2 separate regions of the Mus musculus genome follow, and region 1 is linked to region 2. The links are chromatin contacts, called in public capture Hi-C maps. All regions are on one chromosome and are shown on one strand. The core of a region is the stretch at or near the end of the contact, and the rest is flanking DNA. Distances in the headings are between cores, read along the strand shown.

The links. Capture Hi-C pulls out chosen DNA fragments and counts their contacts.
Region 1: a contact with region 2 is called in a capture Hi-C map of embryonic stem cells, with 2.7 times the contacts expected there. The contact joins the promoter of Cds1 here to the promoter of Helq in region 2. A contact is called at or near these places in 5 of 39 promoter capture datasets (cranial neural crest, embryonic stem cells, hippocampal neurons and 2 more), 1 of 115 datasets of contacts at active chromatin or transcription factors (astrocytes) and 2 of 9 other capture datasets (adipose tissue and embryonic stem cells).

What each region holds. Positions count from the first base shown.
Region 1 is chr5:101,763,328-101,766,638 of GRCm38.p6, forward strand. It overlaps Cds1 (CDP-diacylglycerol synthase 1), which reads left to right and starts at 1,803. Exons shown (of 13, transcript NM_173370.3): 1 at 1,803-2,162. The coding sequence starts at 2,046. Gm42134 reads right to left here and starts at 1,936. Exons shown (of 6, transcript XR_880489.2): 1 at 1,643-1,936; 2 at 481-545.
Region 2 is chr5:100,797,152-100,800,188 of GRCm38.p6, forward strand. Helq (helicase, POLQ-like) reads right to left here and starts at 1,449. Exons shown (of 18, transcript NM_001081107.1): 1 at 1,143-1,449. The coding sequence starts at 1,322. It overlaps Mrps18c (mitochondrial ribosomal protein S18C), which reads left to right and starts at 1,608. Exons shown (of 6, transcript NM_026826.1): 1 at 1,608-1,709; 2 at 2,401-2,462. The coding sequence starts at 1,619.

The DNA.
Region 1 (3,311 bases), core at 553-3,052, 970 kb after region 2:
ACTTCTTCAACAAGCACTGCTGACTGTTCTGAGGGTAGGGGCTGGCTCTGTGGCAAGCCTGTGGTTCCATTGATCATTCAGTGAGCATCAATAACTATAATGAAGACAAAAATAAATCACCATCTCAGCTGAACTACAGGGAGTGGCAAACTTCAGGAAGGGTGGGAGCACGGTGATGGCTCTGTTCTCTCCCTCCTCCCTGGGTGGAGGAGTACTACTTCTTCTGTTACTCTGACTGACTTCTCCGGTTTCCTCTTGCCTCAGCAGGCTTTCCTCCTCTACCACCCCAAAGGGAGAAGAAAGAAAAGGAAGAAAACCTAGAGGTTGTCTGTGGGAGGGAGAGGGAGGGAGGGAGAAGTGCTGAGCTACCTCCCTGTGCCTGTGAGTCTGACACTGACACCTCTGACACAAGCACCAGAACAGCTAAAAGAGAGGCTAACCTCCTTGTTATTCCTTTCACTGATGGGGACATAGGCTTACCTGCTTACTAGAGGCCATGGAGATAATTGGCACCACGGGGGTTAGAACACTGGCTCCTCAACTTCCTGGAAGAAAGTTGAAAGGAACTCTGGTCCTTTCTGCTGGGTAGGATCAACAGCCAGAGCCAACCCATTCCAGCCTCTGTGGTCCCCACCCCTTACTCCCCCACCCCCCACCCCCACGGTCATTTTATCTTTGTATCCAGAAGTACTTTTTCTCTGGCCCTCCAAAACAATGTAGATCAATTGACCTAATTACTAGCAGTCTTCCGTTCCTTATGGAAAACCCACACCACGTCCATCTCATATCTTCCATTAGTTTTAAATGATATTTATCTATTTATATGTGTGGGTGTCAGCGTGGAGATCAGAGGACAGCTTTCTGGAGGCAGTTCTCTATGTCCATCATGTTGGGGATTGAATTCCGGTTATCAGTTTTGGCTGCAAGTGTCTCTCTACCTGAGTCTACTGTTTTTCATTGCATCCTCCTCTGACGTTTGGTTTTGCTGGTTAGTTATGAGGCTTTAAGGACAACATATTACTTATTTTTAGTAATGACCTGATAAATTGTTGATTTATTACAATAAAGGTGCTCCTCTGTCTGGTTTGTGTGAATTACGGATGTGTGTCTTTGGCCTTTAAGGACCAGCTCGCAAATATGTGTGAAAAAACCCCCTAAGCACCTGCTAACAGGATTAGACTAGAGTTAAACCAGATCATGTGTCCATCCTGTTCCACCTTTAGCGTCCCAAGGTCCTTGTCTTTCAGAGAGGTACCCCGCAGCGGCGCCCTAGGGCATCAAAGGCTGTCTGTGGATCCTATGGTAGAAACTCTCTGAGAGACTCAAAACCCCGAGTTTCCCCAGTACAGAACCTGGGTACGATATTGAAACTGTTGGCCAACTCATCCCCAGGCACCAGGGAGGTTAAGCACTGGCTGGAACGCAGAGCCAACGGGTCTGTCCTGCCCAGCAAGTTTCTGCTTGGGGACGCCTGCGACGCTCCGCCACGCTGCGGCGTGTCAAGCAGGGCCGAGTCCCTTGGAGGAGTCAGTTGAACTCCGCCTGACATCCCTGCGCCAAGGAGGACTTCCCGGCGGCGCCCAGGCTCGCCCCCGCGTTCCTCCGTCCCTGGCTCGTCCCTCGTCCTCGGCCGTTCGCGTACCTTTCCGTGCCCCCACCTGCCCAGGGAGCCGGGGCAGGGCCCGAGCATTGACGTCATCGCCCGGGGCGGGGCCTCGGGCACCGCAGTGCAGCGCGGAGGGGCGAGCGGGGCGGGGCCTGCGGCGCGTGACCGCGCTGCGGGAGCTCGGCGGCGGGAAGGTGGGGCGGGCCGGGTGGCGCGGTCGCGAGGCGCGAGGGAGGGCCGTGCTGCTCCTCCGCCCCCTGGGGCCAGTGCGTGGAACGGCGCACCTGGCAACGGCGCCGCGTCCCCGCCCGCGCCGGTCCGCACACCCTGCCGGCGGCCTCGAGCGCTCGCTCGTTGATGCCGTTCTGGGGGTGACCCGGCGCGGCTCCGCGGTGGCGGGGCGCTAGACGACGCCAGCCCAGCGACGCGGGAGCGGGACATGCTGGAGCTGCGGCACCGCGGGGGCTGCCCCGGCCCTGGGGGAGCGGGGGCGCCGCCACCCCGCGAGGGAGAGGCGGCCGGCGGTGACCACGAAACCGAGAGCACCAGCGACAAAGTGAGTGAGTGCGGCGGGGCCGGGCCGCGCCCCTGGAGCGGGCGTGTCGTGGGGGGTCCTGCTCGTCCTCTGTCCCGGGGCGTGCGCGGCCGGGCCGCCGTTCCGGAACCGGACTGCACTCTAGCTTCTTTCCCGGATCTCCTGGTTCTGGGGTCAGGATGGAACCCGTCCCCGCAGGCGCTCTGGCTGTCTAGTGGCTGTCACCTCTCTCGCCTTTCCTTGGTAGGGCGACAAAGTTGGGAGTAAACTTAAGACGGGCACCTTGGGTCCTAGCCTGTCATTGGAGCCTGGCGCAGACCGGCTTCTGGAGCTCCTCCAAGCTGCGCTTTCGTTTCTCTGTTCTTTTTTTCTGGCTGATAGATTTCGGAGGGTTGAGGCTGTCATATATGGGGAACATGTAAGTGCGCCTCAAACCAGGCAGTTGTCCCATCGGTGGATTTCATTTAACCGAACAGGCTAATTCCAGACTTTTAGCACGCCACTCCTCCCCCGCTTTAAAATAGATGAACTTTGCTTCATATTTTAAAATATGCGGATATGTACGGTCACTATTATAATTGAAGCTAGGAAGAGTCAAACGTTTAGGTGTGTTTTCTGATAAACCAGTGCCAGTAAGAACTTAGGAGGAAAAATAATAAAAGTTTTATGGCTGCATGAGCTTGGTAGATTATGAAATTGGGCCAGAGAATAGATTTGCTATACGAGTTTGCTTACAGAATTCCTCTTCGCTTGAGAGACTCAAAACTTTTGAATCATTCTTGGATTTCTGTTTTGTGGAATGTAGTGTGGTGGTATCTGCCGTCATCCCAGCACTTGGGGGTAGGTGTGGAGGCAAGGACTGCCAAGATCATTCTCAGCTTTGTAGTCAGCTCAAGGTTGGCCCGGGGCTCAAACAGACACAAAAGACAGACAACCCAAATGGACTTGCGTTGCCCAAGGTCAAGTTCTCTGCCTTTTGGTAGTGGAACTAACTTCTCTGTTTTCTGTCTTTTGCCTTTTGCTGTTCTGACGCTCTCTGGCAGTGTGACTGAGGGGGAAGTTCCTCCCAAAACTTACACAGATGAACTTGATAGAGCTTGAGTTACAAATCTGTGCTGCCGCAACAATATGGTTAGCAATAAATACGTGATTTTAGAACCACAGCTTCTT
Region 2 (3,037 bases), core at 199-2,698:
ATATGCAAATTATCCTCTGAATACATATTATCATCACCAAACAAAAGAAACAAGTCCAGAGAGTTGCTCTGACTTGCCTAAACAGTACTGCTGGCTTATTATGGGATATCAGGATGCTAAGAAACATTTTTTTAAAAGTCAGAACAGGATCTCACCTTACTGAGGCTACACACTCCTGATCCTCCTGCCTGTTTCCTGAATGCCTCACCATGCCTGGTTTTAGGAGGTGTTGGGATCAAACCCAGGGTGTTGGGCATTCTAAGCAAACATTCTGTCAACTCAGATACATCCCCCAAGGGGTGATACTGGAATTCTAAATTATTTATTCTGGTGCTGCCATGTGAGCCCAGGGCCTGCCCCAGGCTCCGCTGCTGAACCTAACCGCCCAGTCTTTGGCATTTTAATTCTTAAACCTATGCTAAAGCACTTAAGAATGAAAGAACAGTAACTCTCTCCAAGATTCAATAGATGCTTCTGATAACTGTGGTAATTCCGGCCCAGGCACTAACGTAGAAGCTGGTCTGCTACAAAATCATGATTGTGCCATTAGACACTACAATGTTCCACTAGACACTACAATGAAATTCTGTTCTGAACTTGGAATTGAGACAGTCATGTGCACACTCATGTATGGTGGCTTACAGAACAGAGATGTAAACTGGGAGGTGATAATTATTTATTGAGTCACAACTTTAGTCTCTCAACTTCCCTGGACTCACTTACCGTTGTAAAAGTCTACATAATATGGCTAGTTTAATAACGTAACTAGCAATTAATGGGTCATCAATAAAAATGTTTTATCAGTAAAGTAGAGCCGAGCCATTTGGAAGGCTAGCTTTCTCTCTGTCAAGCCAGTTAATTGCCCCGTGAATACTTTTTATGACAGGGGATGGAAGGAGCATGTAGGTTTGACATCTACCTAGAAGTCGGGGGTTTAAGCAGTGTCTCCCAAGTGATGGAGATAAAAGGATAACAAAGGTGAGAGAGCGAGCTAAGGCTACTCATGATGTGCACCTGGGAAGAAGGCGGTTTCACCTCCCGCGCAGCCGTGCCCGGGGCGGGACACGCGGTTGCCACCGCAGCCCCTGGGATGACAGGACCGGGCGAGTCAACGGGGATGCGGGGACTCAGCAGGGCTGTACCTGGGCGTGCTCCGGGCTCCCGGTTTTCCGGCGGCGGCTCCCGGCTGCAGCTTCGTCCTCCGTGTCCTCGGCAGGCTGGAGCTCGGCCGGGGTCGGGGAGGCACGGAGGTTCTCCAGGTTGCCGCGGTTCCTTTTGCGGACAGACACCCGCCGGCGGATGCGGGGACAGCCGTCCTCCATGACAACGGCCCAGAGTCCCTGCGACAGCCGCCCTGGGTGCAGCCCGGAGCCGGTGGCGCCGTTCTGGAGACAGCAGGTGACCCAGCATCAGCTTTCCATCCCTCAGCAGCGCAGCCCCGGGTCACGTGACTTCCGGCCCGGGAAGCGCGGGAAGATAAAGGTGCAGTGCATTGAAACCCGGGCCGCGTTCGCGCCGGAACCTTTGCGTCGAATCCCGGGCAGACAGGGGAAGAGCACCAGAAAGGACCTGTCGGGGCGCTTAGGGAAATAGAAAGGAAGAGGAAGGGCGGAGAACCATGGCCGCTCTGGTTGCTCTGTGCAGTGGTATAGGGAGGAAGAATTTGACAACCGCGGCTGGCTGCTTCACGGATCGCGGAACTCAAGCAGGTAAAACGTCCGGCATAGCATTATAGCCGCTGATTGTCGGTGGGGTCCTCGCCGTTAGCAAAATGACTATTTCAATAGAACTAGGTTTGAGATAAGTGGGAGGCTCGAGTCATCGTAGACTAGTTTCCTAGAGCTGAAGAGGACTTTGAGGTGTAGTCAACCACTTTACCCCGTTACTTATTCACTTTACAAAAACCTATCGCCCCGACTCCTCAATAAGACTTTCTGGACACTTGTTGGCTGTGGTTCTCTTGCATCTGTTTCCATCCGCTGCTTGGACGAAGCCTCTCAGGAAACAGTTATGCTATCTAGGCTCCTGTCTCCAAGGTGTAGTCAACTCTTTTTTTGTTTGTTTGTTTTATGCTTCTTTGTCAATGTCTTGAATCTTTTTATTTCTCCTTTGGAATGACAGTACCATTCTGTTGTTTCTGTACATATTTGAATTTCAATCCGTAACTGTAGAAATGAGAAAGAATTTATAGGAGAGGAAGTATATATGTCCTTTATCCAAAGCCTTTGGAACCGCTCATTTTGAGTCCTATTATGTCCCAAATCTAACAGGTTGCTAACTAATCATTGAAAAGAATGTTTGATATTGTGCCCTTTGATTATCTAGCATCTTTAAAAACGTAAATCTTGGTTAGATATGCAGCGAATGAAAACAATTGTGTTGTCGCCATTTTCTCTTTAGTTTCTGTGATTTGGAGACGATGTTTTTCACAGTTTGAACAGGTAACCAGCAATGAGGACCTGGTAAGATTTCGTTTTCTTTTTTTAAAGAAGACATTATTTTATTATTTGTATGTATGTGGGGGAGGGGAGTTGTGGAAGCCAGAAGAGGGCATTGGATTCTCCTGGAGCTGGAACGAGGTGGTCGTGAGCCACTGGGTGTGGGTGCTGGGATTCAAACCCTGTACTTAGTAACATTAGGGAGTACTTTTAACCACTGACACCTATCCAGCCCCAGGTCCCCCTCCCCCCATATTACTAATTCATTTCCAAATTCAGCCTAATTTTTAATATTTGGAATTCAATTATAGGACAAAATAATGGTTATCTTTTATTGACTATAGTCACTTGTGTTTTGTAGAGAATTCCTAGATTCAGTCTGTAATGTATTCTTCTTCATAGATATTAAATATAAGGATACATGATTTGAGAATATCTAAATATAGCTTCGGTGGGTAGGATAATTGTAGGTAATAGAAACCTGACAGGCTACCTTGATAAAAGATCCAAATTCAAGTTTTACAGTAAGACATTCAACTAGTTGCTTCTTAACTATAGGTGTATTTTTATGGGTTTCAAGTGTGAACAGGGATGTGGGA